Linked DNA regions of Mus musculus: region 1 is linked to region 2. The links are chromatin contacts, called in public Hi-C maps. All regions are on one chromosome and are shown on one strand. Each heading gives the region's core, a stretch centred on a gene start, on an enhancer-like site or on the middle of the called end of the contact. The rest is flanking DNA. Distances are from core to core; before and after follow the strand shown.

Region 1 (6,701 bases), core at 2,926-5,425, 2.5 Mb after region 2:
AGCTGCAGGCTCCATATTGATATGAATCAGTACCAACCTCCTCCCCTGCTTCTTCTGCACAGGGATTGGCACCCTATGCTCCTAACAACCTGCCTCTTTGTGCACGCCTCACTTCCCTTCTGTAAATGGGCCATTCTGAAAGTTATTAGGCAGCAGCTTACTTCTAAAAAACTTTCTTACAGCAGGAAAGTCACTGGCTGCACACAGGGCTGTGTCCACAGTGCCATGCCCTTCAGAACTTGGGGAAACATTGACCAGAGACCCCAGGAAGGATGCAGGCCTCTTGGCCCTCAAACTCCTTCTGATGCTCTGATGGCCTCTTGGGCTTCCTGGCTTTAGGAAAGGGGTTGGTATTGTAGGGGGGTTGGTTCCAGGTTGGTATGGGGGGCTTCTTCTCATTCATCCCGTGGTTCGTCAGTTCAATGACTTACTAGTACTTGATAGACTCTGAATTGTCTAGGAACTGATTTCTAGCCAACACTCTGTGATCTAAGGCACTCATCTCATTAAACTTCCAGCAGACAGTGGGGTGAAGACGGCAGTGGCAATGCCCTGTGCATGGAAGGAGGGACACAGGCAGACACTTCACTCTCCACCACTCACTCCTCACCAGTTCATTCACACATTTTGCTCTCTCTCTCTCTCTCTCTCTCTCTCTCTCTCTCTCTCTCTCTCTCTCTCTCTCTCTCTCTTTCTCTCTCTCTTACTACGACTACGACTACGACTACGACTACGACTACGACTACGACTACGACTACGACTACGACTACTACTGGAGGGATTCTGCCTAGCCGGTTGGGAGCAAGGATGCTACTGTCCATCCTTCGGATTTCTGGATGTGCAGAGCAAGGGATTATGGGATTATGCCATCCCAACTGCTGTGGGTGAGACCCCCTACTCCAGGATGGCATATGTGAGGATGTCGCTTTGTGAATACAGACACCACAAGGTAAAGTGTGTGCCTTTGAAAGTCAAATTCTCCTACTCTCAGGAATTGATCCTTCAGTGCACAAAAAGCAGCCATTTTCTCTTATGGCTATTTTTTTCTCCATAAAGCACTTGTTTAAAAAAAAAATTATGTTACACCCCATACAACTGTTTTTGTTGTTGTTTTCTTTTGGTTTTAATCTTTGATTTTAAATGCAGTAAAGGGTTGCCCTAACTTTAAAAATCTAAAAAACTCTGAAATTAAATTTGGGGACACTGACCTGAGGCAAATAACTCAACACTATAAAACTTCTGCAGCAGAAAAGGCCTCTGCCCTCACCAACATTTCAGGTAGACTCTGGATTGTCTAGGAACTAATTTTTTAGCCAACATTGTGTAATCTAAGGCACTCATCTCATTAAACTTCCAACAGACAGTGGGGTAGGGATGGCATCGGTAGGTAATGTCCTGAGCATGGGAGCCTTTTTTTTTTTTCTACTTGAGATATTGGACCAGAAAGTCCTACACAGCAGAAAGCTCAGCCATGTGTGAACATGGCTAAGGATTCCAGGCCAATGGCTGCCTACTGGGGTGCAATAAATGCTTTGATGTAGTTCCCAGGTGTGTTCTTGGAATGTACTATTGACAGTGTTGTGACCAGAAACCTTCCCAGAGGAAGCACTGACCAGGGACAGCTGTAGATCTAGGCTGGGCTGAGAGAGAGCCTTGATGGGAACCGCCTCCTCCAATCCCTTCCCCTCTTCTTTTCCTCCCTCCAACTGTTCTCCCACACCTGATGTCTCCTTGCCTTGACCCATCGCTTCAAAGTTCTCAGCAAGGCACCAGGCTAGTTGCATCACCTACAAGCCATGATTAAGACAGTCAACCCACTTTCAACTTCATTTCTACTTAAATTTGCCACACACAAGCTAGACAGCAGAAGTCCCCAAAACTCAAGAGCAGAAATGCACTGGTGTTCTGAAGAGCAGGAACCCCGGTGGACCCTGGGACTTCCGTACCAGTAGCCTACAGCGAGGCGGGTGCCCAGGCCCAGTGCAAGAGAGTGGTAATCCTTCCCTCTGTCACTGTCATTTTGCCAAAGTAAGGAGGGAGCAGATCATCTGTAATCACCCACCGTGTCACAGGTACTTAGAAATATATCTGAGTGAAGCTTTTCTGTCTATTCCACTGTATCTGGTACTGAGGCTGTGAGTGGAAGTTAATGGCTACTTGTATGTTTCTGTAGCCATTTATATCTCCTGGTTAAAGCTGGGTACACAGGAGGCCGAACTCATGGATTCAGCCTATTAGCATCTCTGTCTCTAGAATGTCAGTACCATACTGTCACTACTATACAGAGCCAATGTTTTCTGTTGTTAGAGAGTCTTTGTAAAGTGAATGAACTGGGTCCCCGAGACTAGCCAGTGTCTGGCTTTGCTGTAGCCTGGGAGCACAGTCACAGCAGGCTTTGGTAACTTTGTCAGGATTTCCCAGGCTGCTTTTCTTTGATCTCTTTAATGTGCTAGATACCATTAGGAGTCTGTGGGCAAAGCAAGAACAGAGACCGCATTTATGCTGCAGACAGCAGACACATGCCTATGATTGACATTTGATATCCCATGATTATTGCGGTCTTACAATAGTCAGAATGAACCTAAGTCCCCATGGATGGATGTTTAAAGTGGGGGAAATGTGCTCCATATACACAACAGGAAACTATGTTTAAATAGTTTAGACATAGGAAGCAGTGGCCCTGTAATTTATAGGAACACAGGTAACCTTGGAGAGATAATCCAGGCATAGCAAAGGAAATACTGCGAGGGCTCACTTAAACATGTGGACTCTGTAAAAAGACATGCTCATCTGGAGAAGCAGGGCAACCAGAGGGTAAGGATCAGAGCACATATGACATGTGAATTAGACAGGAATAATAACTTCAAGAGCTCTGTCATATAACATGGTGACTATACTTACTAAAAATAGGACATGCTGGAAGGCTGGTAAGGGAACAGATTTTAAGTCTCTTTGCCATAAATGGAGATAAAAACTACGGTAGGTCATGAATATGCTAATTAACTTGATTCAGCAGTTCCACAGTATCTACACAGCTCAAAATGTCATATTGCATATCATCATAAACTGATACTATTTTTATTTACCGACCTTAAACATAACAAAAGAGAATATGTATAATAAATACTTCTTAAAAGATGAAAGTAATAGAAGAAAATGGCTTGGTTCAAGAGTCAGTGTCCCCATGAGACTTTGCCGCTAGTAAGATAAAGACACTGCCGTGGTACAAATGAGTCTGTGGACAGATGTCATGCCTTGATCTCAATAAACCTAGAGACAAGAACAGGTTCCTACAACTCACGTAGGAATGACTCTTTGTGACCCTAGAAGACGAGGTAAGGAACAGCAGCCTGCCCCCATGGCTGTGAAGGGCAACGAGGAGCTTGTGATGGCAGTCAACAGATTACCAGCATAGTCAAAGCAGGTCCCTCCATTCTCATGCTCCTTACCTAGTGCTGGCCCATTGGGGGAACCCCTTTTCCTTATTCTAAAGCACCTTGAAAACAATGTTGTTTGCATGTTGCTCTTGAGATAACTGGCCCCCTTTCCATTGCATCATAATGATAAGATGTGAGAAGAGTTGCAGGGGTGTTAAGGGCCCTCCTCTTTCTGGAGCTGGGGAGTTATTATTTCAGATGGAAACAGTTCAGCCACAGAACATCCATTAGTCAGGCTGCCAGCGTGTTGTGGCCACAATATCCATGTGGTAACCATCCCAACTTACTTCTTGTCCGCAGACCCCTCCTCATAAGCTGCATGCATCAGGCCTACACCCTGCTGCAGGCTGCATTCCCATCTCGGTGGGTGTGATGCTCAACCTTGATTATCAGATTGATGTAATTTAGCGTCACTATGGAAACAAACCTCTGGGCACGTCTTGATTGGACTAATTGAGGTAGGAAAACGCATCCTTGGTGTGAAGAGAATCCTAATCCTTCCATGGTGGAGGATGGAGGACATCCCAAGATGGATGAAAAGGAAAAGCTGGCTGAGGACCAACATTTATCACTCCCTGCATCCTGAGTATATAATGTAACTGGATGCCCCATGTTCCTGCCACCACTCTGGCTCCACCAGGATGGACTGCCCCTCCAACTGTGATCCAAGAGAACCCTTCCTTGCTTAAGGATTTTTTTGTCAGAGCATCACCGAAAGCAGCTCACTGCGTGAGTCATATCACTGCACTCCAAGTGAAAGCAAGGTGGCACTCTGCCACTCACACAGGCTCACGAGAGGGGTTGCAGGTGAGAGTGGAGCAGAAGTCTTCCCGTTTGGAGTGTCCTCTTCCAGTCATGCATCCCAGCATGACTTTCTCTTCCCACCCTGCTCCACGCATCCATCCCTACATGCCTCTGTGTTTAATGGATGCTGTCAGAAAGGCTACCAAGCAAATATGTTTAGTGTCTTTGGGAATGGAAGTTATGAGTTAAGGCTTCTGCCAGATTCAATCTTGGTCTGGGCATGATTGGAAAATGTGTGTTGTGGCCATCTGTCTAGAACTGACTGGGTGGAACGCTGAGACTTGCCACATCTGAGACAGGGTGGCAATCACATTTCATGGAAGAAAAATGGCAGTGAGCAAAACATGGGTGCAGACACCCACAAATTGAACTGTTAGGAGCCTTCACTCTCGAATTTGTACAGTAATGGGTTTTCCGCAAGAATGAACAGAATTGCCTTAGTTTTCCCCCTGCACTCTCAGTGTGTGCAAGTCTTCATTTATTTAAATACATGCATATGCCGTGTGTTCTCCACAGCCTCACCCACATTTGCCTTATCTAAACAGAGTCAATTTTTAGATTTTCATTTTCCAAGTTAAAAATCTTATTTTAATTTGGTTTTCTCTTCTTTTGAACTCCACTTGAAATATGATTTTTGCTACCATTTAACACATTTCCATTGATTTTTCTCTTAACTCCTTGTATTGAGTTTCAGAGCGGTGCCACAGGTCACTCAGCACCACCATGTTTTGAAGTAGACACCATGACAATGATAACAACTTTGGTTTCAGGTGCCTCCTCGCTCATAGATCACCAGAAAGCGTTTACATCAATCAATTGGCTCACACTTTACCCAGAGTGCTCTGGGGAGCAGAGCCTTAGGCTAGAATGAATAGTGCTGACACTGTTTGGGAACTGAAAGCCCAGGGTGGCTAGGGTGAAAAATAAAGAGGAATTAAAGCCAGAAGAAATGATAAGCAATCTGCTGCATTCCTGCAGGCTGCAGCTTGGGGGGCGGGGGTGGGAATGAAAGAAGCACAGCTGTCCTCTTAGCAGGGCATTTGTGTGGCACGCATTGAGGGGAATGTGCAAAGGAAAAGACTCCACTAGGTTCCCTTCTTGGAAAGGAGCTATCCTTGCTGTCTGGTAACTATGTGCTCCTGGGAGATTGACACCCCACATGCCAGGCAGGAGCACCCAAGTTTTTTGCAAAGGCTACAGAGACAAAATCCCACTGAGCCTATGACAGTTCACTCAAGCTTGCAAGGCAGACAAGAGGACAGACAGTCCCTGCTGGACTGCACATAGAGGACAACAGAAACCATGCCACCCAAGTCTAGCTTGTTGAAGCAAAGCATGTATTGGGGTTCCTTACGGAAATGAGAAGAATGAGTGGGTCCTCATGGGAGTAAGCGTTGGCTATTACTTATAGAAGCTTGGTAAGGAGTTCGTCACAGCAGCCTGGGTGTGAGGAGTGGGGAGGGGGAAGAGTGTTTCCTCACAGCCCTGGGTGGTGGGCTCCTCACTGCAGTGTGGAGCTTTGCCATCACACACTCACTGTAGTGCTGCTGCAGGTCTCTGTTCTTTGAGCATATGCAGGACTACTGGTAGATTCTATTTCAAGTAACTGCAGTTGGGAAAAGAAAAGGTGCATGTAGTATGTTCGGGTCTGTGTACATCATGATATTGCATAAGCTCTTACCCAAAATGAGGCTCCATCTGTCAAGGAGTTCATGAGAATCCCATCCTCTGTGACTTACACATCTGAAGACTAGAGGAACTGCACACACACACAGGAAGAAAAGAAAGAATGATATAAAGCCAAAGTAAGTATCCAATTTCCAGCCCTTAAATACACACAATGACTCACAATGATTTGACGAATGTCACTCAGCACCAGGCATATGTGGGAGGGCAGAAGCAGCAGTTTGACTACCGGGGAACCAGACATCTCTCTGTGTGCGGTATTCTATTAATTATTTTACTAACATTATGATAAGTACATGTTCCCAAAGCATTTATAATTCAGAAGTTTATTTCAATGTTTCCTTCAGTGTAGATTCTCAAACACTCCCAACTCTTGGAACTTAACTTGGGAACTGTCTGTAGGGGTATGAGACATGTGAGTCTAACTGTGCTGTGAGTCTGTCCCGTTGTCACTTGGATGCACATTATTCTTAGAGGTCTCCCATCTGTACGTCAGTGATTTACTGATGCTTGTCATCCTTCACGGTTTGAAGAAACAATCAAGGACGCTGAGGTGAAACCTCCATTTATAACACTGTCCATACGACCCCTAAGACTGGACCCCTAAGTGAATGATGTGGGTAACCCTAAGTGAATGATGTGGGTTTTCACGAACATATCACCAGCTAGCTGGGGGCACCGATGAAATGACAGAGATAAATGCTCATTCATTGAACATCCTCTAATTCTAAGAAGAGTGTTCATCAAATCGCATTACAGCATGCACACCCACAT
Region 2 (6,894 bases), core at 2,791-5,290:
AGACTCCTCCATCTCAGCTTATCCATTGTCTCCGCAGCCTTTGGTGGGCATCTCTTCTCCCAGACTGCCCTGTTCCATGAAGCCCCCAGAGCATTAAGCGACTTGAGCCACACCCTGAGGAGGACAGAGAGATCTTGGATTCTTTTTGAAGAGCTGGTGTTTTTCACTGAGAAGCACTAATTTCTCCTCAGAGAAATGAGGTCCTAGGGGCAAACTCAGTACAGCGTTGGCCCCTAAAACTGGAGGTCTACCTCTTGGTGTCTTCCATGGTTAGTCTCCATTGGAAAACACTCTCACAGCAGGCCTGGAAGGGGCTTCAGCTGTAGACACCTGGCCCAGGCCTCTCTTCAGTTGAGGTAAGCGCAAATTCTCCAGCTTCAAGCATGGCATCTGTCTTTCCAGGCTGTGGTTTGGGTCATATCCCCAGTTCTCTTATGGAACTAAGAAGAGTCAAGTACTATGTAAGTACTGCTGTGGTGTAACACTGGTCCTGGGAAGAAGTGACCAGATGTCAACTCACTCCACTAATTGATGACAGCCCAAGTAATGACACCACCAATGTCCATTTTTGCAACTGATGAGTTATTAGGGTTACTTACAGGAATATGGGTGTGGGGGGGATTATACAAGGTCTTGTATGACCCAATGACAGACAGCTCTATCAGAAATCCCATCCAAGCATGGTGATGACTCAGCAAAGCTTAAACCCTCCATCTCTTAACAGGATATGATGAGCTGCCACACAGGCCCGAACCTCATTGGCAGTCTTTACTGCTTATGAAACCTGGGAGGGAAAGGGGGCCTTGTGACTCTGCAAAGCTTCAGAGACTTCCTGAGTGCTAAGCAGCCTCCGCTTAGAGCATTCCTAGTCGGAACGAGCTTCTCTCCTGGATGGAATGTTTCATCCCGGAGGTCACTGAGACTCAACAGACTCAGACAATTGTCTTCTCGCCATCCCTCTGTTGTGGATGCTGTCATGTGATTAGAACATGCCTCCTAGCTCACTGTGTAGCTAGGAGTCTCATGGTCTTTACAACCTGCTTGCAACTTGAGATGACCATCATGAAAGGTAGATCTGGAAATATTACTGTCCTATTTTGAGTGGCAGGCCTAAAATCATGAATCATATATGTATACACACACACACACACACACACACACACGTATATATATCTTTTATAAGCAAGGGTATATTTACATGTTAAGATTCACAGATACTTCATATATGTATGTATTAATTCTATTTTATATAGGTATTACTTATATATTTATTTTGTATATCAACATTTTTAGGAGGAAAGTGAATTATAAGAGATGTAGATCAATATAAGTTTTATATATGTTAAGCTGAACATAAAGTCTGTAGTCTCGCTCCTTTTCTTTTCTTTTCTTCTTCTCTTTTTTTATTGACTAAGTTATTTATTCACTTTATATCCTGATCACCGCTTTCCTCCCTCCTTTCCTCTTAGTCCCTTTCTCTCCCCTCCTCTCCCCCACCATCCCTTCTCCCTTTCTCTCCAGAAAATGGGAGGCCTTCCATGGACATCAAACAGCCTCAGTCTATCAAGAGGGTTTGCAGTAAGTCTAGGCGCACCCTCTTCCATTGAGGCAGCCCAGTCAGAGGAAAGGCATCCAAAGACAGGCAATGTATTCAGAGATAGACCCTGCTCCTGCATTAGGAGTTCCAACATGAAGACCCAGCTACACAATAGTTACATACATGTAGGGAGCCTAAGTCCACCCCATACATACTCTCTGGTTGGCAGTTTAGTCTCCACGAGCCCCAGTGGGCCCAGGTGAGTTCACTCTGTAGGTTTTCTTGTTCAACCTGACATTTCTATTAGTGATTCTCAGAGGTGGCCTAATTTGATGGCTGAACACAGTTTGGATCCAAACACATCCTGGAGCAAAGTTGTAACTAAAAGTGCAAGCTGAACAGCCTGAGCCTCCATCCCTCCTTTTCCTGGCAGTGACAAGGTCTGTGATGTGTGCCAGGCACCATGGAATGAGTAAGACACCGGCAGAGCTTGGTGTTAACACTGTCTGCTATGACCTACCACTTTTATGTTTGTTTCTTTATTGTTCTTTGAGTTCTATCATATTTGACTTCACTTTCAAAACATTAGTGAACCCAGCAGAGCACACACTTCCCAGAGCCTCTGAGTTTTGCTCTGTTTTCTAGGATTTCTTGATCCACAGTCATCACAGCGGGGCTCCATTCCTGTTTCTTCCCATCATGGAGAACAGGGAGAGCTTATTTTTCTCTATAAATTATTTTTTTTTCTAAATCAAATCTACAAAGATTAAAAGATGTAATGAACATTAATAGCGGTTCAGCGCGTCAGTGTTTTATAGTCTGGGGACGGTCAAATTATTTGTTTATCTTTTGCTGCTGTGTTGTTTGGTTTTCAAACATGGTCTCAAATCTTAAAACAGACTAACCTGAAAGTTACTGGTCATCCAGGCTGACCTTTAACTGTGAGGCATTCACTTCTCTTAACTGGGTGAGTCCTGGAATTACCACGAGGCTTGTATCACCATGCTTACTCCATTCATTTTGTGAAAGCATTTTGATTATACATATACAACACACTCACACATACAGAACACACACATCTATATACATATATACACACATGTAAGTATGTGTATATATATTCATATACACATACACATATTAACCATTATGGTATTAATACAGGTGCTATCATTTCTACTGCTGAGAACGGAGCCCAGAAAAATATGAATATAGACCAATATTAAAATATAGATAAACTTATTATCCTTATATCTAAATATTATCTACACATACACATTCACACATGCACACTACTCCATAAGAAATGGCAGCCATTTAAAGGTAATATGTGAGATGCTTTATGAAAAAATATAGACACAGCCCATGCATCAACATTCCTCATACATGTATATGTACATAATCAAGGAGTTTACGTGAAAAATGCAAAATACAGAAAATACTGCTCTGGGTGGGTTTCATCTAGAATCCTTTTGCGTTCACACATTTCTCTAATTTCACATCGTATGATTCTGATAACAAAACAAAGGATAGACTCATTTCAGAAGCACCATTTTAGAAAAAGGTCATCTGCTCTGATAATTCTGTTCAGAAATGAACGGGGTCGGGGGTTTGGGGGTGTGGCCCACATGACACATTTCTAGGGCTCTTTTGTGCTTGATTTTGTCCCTCTGAGACAGCACAGTGGGCAGAGGAGCCCAAAGGGAACAGGCACAGCACACTCAGAGTTCCCCTCCCCCACTTTGCTCTCTGAAACTCTGCAGCCAACCTTATTGAATTCCTCGTAGCGATCCTGCCCAGTGCCCCGCTGTGGCCCAGCTGCTTTCCGGCACCCTCTCTGATAACAGAGAGAGGGCGCCCCACACCTGCTTCTGAGACTGGCTCCTTAGGGATGTTACTGTTGCCTCCTGGATCCTGTGCATGCTTGAGAAGGATCCCCGGAACGAGACATTATTATTTTCTCTTTTCTTCGCGGAAAAGAGGCTAAAAATAGGCACAGAAGCACCTTACAGCCTCCAGGCTAGTGGCTGGAAAGTCACCGTTCAGAGGTTAACGCGCCAGCATTAAGACAAAGTAAAGTAGCGAGCGCTCGCGATGTCACGGACTTGCAGAGTAAATAGGGGAGACAGGCTGCTCTGACGTGCTGAATTTATGAACTTTACTGTTCTGCTCCACCCAGAGCGCTCCCCTGCACTCATGGGATGCTGTTGCTGCATTTGCAAGCCACTGTCTCTTTCACCTCTGAGGCGCTGCATTTGCAAGCCACTGTCTTTCACCTCTGAGGCCTGGGAACCACAGCTCCCCTGGGGTCGCTCCTTGCATGGCTTCCGGAGCCTCCAGGGATCTTCAGGTCTCTCCAGGAACAATGCTGTGAGCCCGAAACTGCATTGTCTCAGCCGGATGTTTTGAGGAGGATCCAGGGCACGTTTGCCAGCTTCTAAACAGCATAGCACAACAGCCCCGCTTCTGTGAGTCTCTGCTTTGTGAATCTGCTTTCTGGACTTGTCCTTGCTCAGCACCCAAATTAGCTTAACAAGCTACGGAAATCTCAGCTCGACCTGGAGGCAGCAGTGGCAAGACAGAAACAGAGCTCCGAATCAATTGGCCAGAGGCGTGGGGGGTGGGGGAAGACAAAAGAAACATTGTGTCAAATTTATTTTCTGTACTCTTGGGATTGCAAGGAGAGCCTGAAAATGCTCACAGCGAGAGTGACTAGGGCCGGCTTGGATTTTTAGCTAAAATAAACCATATTCATGTCAAACTGCAAAGGGCACATTGGTTTACCGCGCGAGGGCAAAGAAGACAAACGGCGAAGTAGCGGCATCAAATAATGATCTGAAATTTACCACGGGTTCGCTCGGTACATCCTTCCCTAACTCGTGTATATTTCATTTAAATGTATCCATCAGTTTAAATAGGGCACTAGGTCCGTCCCGCCCTCCACCTGTGCTCTCAATGTTTCTCTGCGTGTCTGCCAGTTTGTGGGATGCCTGCAGCTAAGATGAATCAGAATACAAAGAGAGGGCTGACAGGTTCGTGTATGCCCAAGGTGAGCTGTGACCTAAAATGAGACTAGTTCTAAGGAAAGATGGATCACATGTGTCATGCATGCTGGACCAGCAGATGGCAGCAGAGCTCTGGGCTCCCACCACAGTGAAACTCCGTTCCCTCATCAGAGTGGTCCTATGTGCCCTCTGTGTCACTGACCCCAGAACAACATCTTTGATTTATAATCATACATGACTAGCATCTATCCCTTTTACTACAAATCTATGACATTAATTCAGAGGTCACCATTCTCTGAATGGGACATCCTGCTTACATAAAAAAGAAAAATAAAGTTTAAAGGCGTGGGGGAAATCACAGAACAAAATAGGGGGTATGTGTGTTTCCCCCGTCTTTGAGCTTCTTAGTCTATATTACCCCACAACCAAAACACAATATGTTGGTTGAAAGTGTTTTTTTTGCAACTAGTTCCTAGCATGAGGAAGCATAAGCCTTTAATTTCATCATCTGGGAAACAGAGACAGGAAGATGTCTGTGAGCTCAAGGCCAGCCTGGTTTGCATAATGAGTTCTGGGTCAGCCAGGTACAAAATGAGACCCTGTCTAACAACAAACAAACAAACAAACAACTCTTGCTTGGTTGACCATTCACAATCTCCCCATATTTAATAAAAATTTACCCCCAGAACTATTTTGAAATACCCTCTAACATAATATGATTAGAGATAGTGCCCAGAGCCAAATTTCACTTTGTCCTTAAAACCGCAGTCAGAGATTCTCCAGGTCTTCCCAGCTGTATTTTAATGGTTTAATGATTTTTCAAAGTAGAGGAGTTTGGGAAATTATAGGATTTAACAAATTGATGGCAGTTGGCCTTGTACAGGTTTAATTAAATTAGGGTTTAATTGACGAGATGGAAAGGGGTGGTGGGATTTTTCTCATCAGCATTCCGGGAGCATCAATGAAGATCTGCCTTGCCAGAAAGAGTGTCATAACCTCCCGAGACACTAGATGGTGCTGCAGAGTCACTATGGAATTTCTATTACCGGTTTTTAAGACTCTTTGATCCTACGTTATTATTTTTTTTCCTGCTTTCTGAAGAGCTTGCATCAGAAAACACACCAAAAAAGAGCAGATATTTTTAAAAACGCAGTATTGTCAATGGAATCGTGGAAATTGACGCCCGAGAAAGACGAGATAGGCATGCTTCTGCGTGTTTAAATTTAGATTCCATATTTAGATTAATCTTCAACCAAGTATAACAGTCTAAAGAGTCCTGGAAATACTTAATGGCCTTTTGCTGTGGCATTAATGAATTGCATGAAATTGAAATAAGATTTGCTTGGACGCTACCATCCGGTGGAAGAAGGCGCAGTTTGTCCTAAATAGATGTTGAACGCATTTCACCAGTGTGGTCTGCTGTGGAATATGCTGGGTGTGTGTGCCTCGTCATCCCCCTTTAATGGACAAACAGATCCTAGTGCAAAGCAAGGGGTTTAAAGCCAGATGCACAGCTCTGCGCCAATGCACACATGGACCAGGTTTCCTCTGTCATTCACTCCCTTGACTTGACATATAGACTATTTTAAAAGTGTGCCTATGCCTGGCTGTAACCGAGTAGTTGAGACAGCCCTCCCTACGCCTGTATTAAGCAATGAAGTGGGAGGCAATAGATGAGGAATGTGATTGAGACTGGCTGACTTTTTATAGGAAATTTCCTGTGTCTATTTACAGAGACATTATCAGTGAGAAAGAGGTTCTTCCCAATAAATTACAAGCTGTGGGCCCTGAGGAAAGGGGCTTCCTGTTTTAACACTATTCAGTGCACCCTGAGTGACAGCCATCTAGACTGACTTAGGCAAGGCACAGTGAGCATGGGTGGTATCTAACAAGGGCTGCTTAAACTCTTCTTCCAGCCTCCTGATTTCATTGCTCTCAGCTCACCTCCCCATCAGCCTCCAAGTCTCCCTTTCCATTCAGGGAGCATCACGGGCTTGCTTTCTTTCCAAGGTTCATATACATTTGCACACAATATACATAGCACCACTGTCTGCAGCTCCCGCTGGGGAAACATTGCATCACGCAGTCTGACTCTAACCCACACACAATTCCTCGTCAAAAGACGTGGTTTCCAGATTACCAATGAAAACATCAAGATTCCAAGAGTGTAAGCAACCTGTCCATGGTATCGAAGACACAAATAACAAGATAAATAAAATCCTCACCCCATCTGATTCTTAATCTTGTGCTGCTAACAGCTGTCAGAGGCCTCATTATAGCGCTTGAAAATCAACTCTACCAAAGAGCATGATAGCAAAAGTTTAGCAAGCCAAAACACCTTGCCTGGATCCA

What was found. A called contact is a pair of places that touch in the nucleus more often than the background predicts.
Region 1: a contact with region 2 is called in a Hi-C map of cortical neurons, with 5 times the contacts expected there. The contact joins the enhancer-like site here to the promoter of 6530411M01Rik in region 2. A contact is called at or near these places in 1 of 39 promoter capture datasets (the 3T3-L1 cell line), 31 of 484 Hi-C or Micro-C datasets (B cells, DN3 thymocytes, the G1E-ER4 cell line and 22 more) and 6 of 115 datasets of contacts at active chromatin or transcription factors (SST interneurons, astrocytes, embryonic forebrain and 3 more).

The regions. Positions count from the first base shown.
Region 1 is chr17:11,614,871-11,621,571 of GRCm38.p6, forward strand. The region is part of intron 6 of Prkn (parkin RBR E3 ubiquitin protein ligase); the gene reads left to right. Among named protein-coding and RNA genes, the nearest start is that of Gm41525, 47 kb to the right of the region's middle. Within about 2 kb of position 4,176, at least 16 of the 459 cell types and tissues checked have an H3K27ac peak or open chromatin away from gene starts, as enhancers often do. A contact at or near this core is called in SST interneurons, cerebral cortex, cortical neurons and 1 more, where this site is marked.
Region 2 is chr17:9,163,982-9,170,875 of GRCm38.p6, forward strand. 6530411M01Rik (RIKEN cDNA 6530411M01 gene) reads right to left here and starts at 4,041. Exons shown (of 3, transcript NR_027881.1): 1 at 3,306-4,041. Gm52287 (a long non-coding RNA gene) reads left to right here. Exons shown (of 2, transcript XR_003952250.1): 1 at 1-356; 2 at 725-5,894.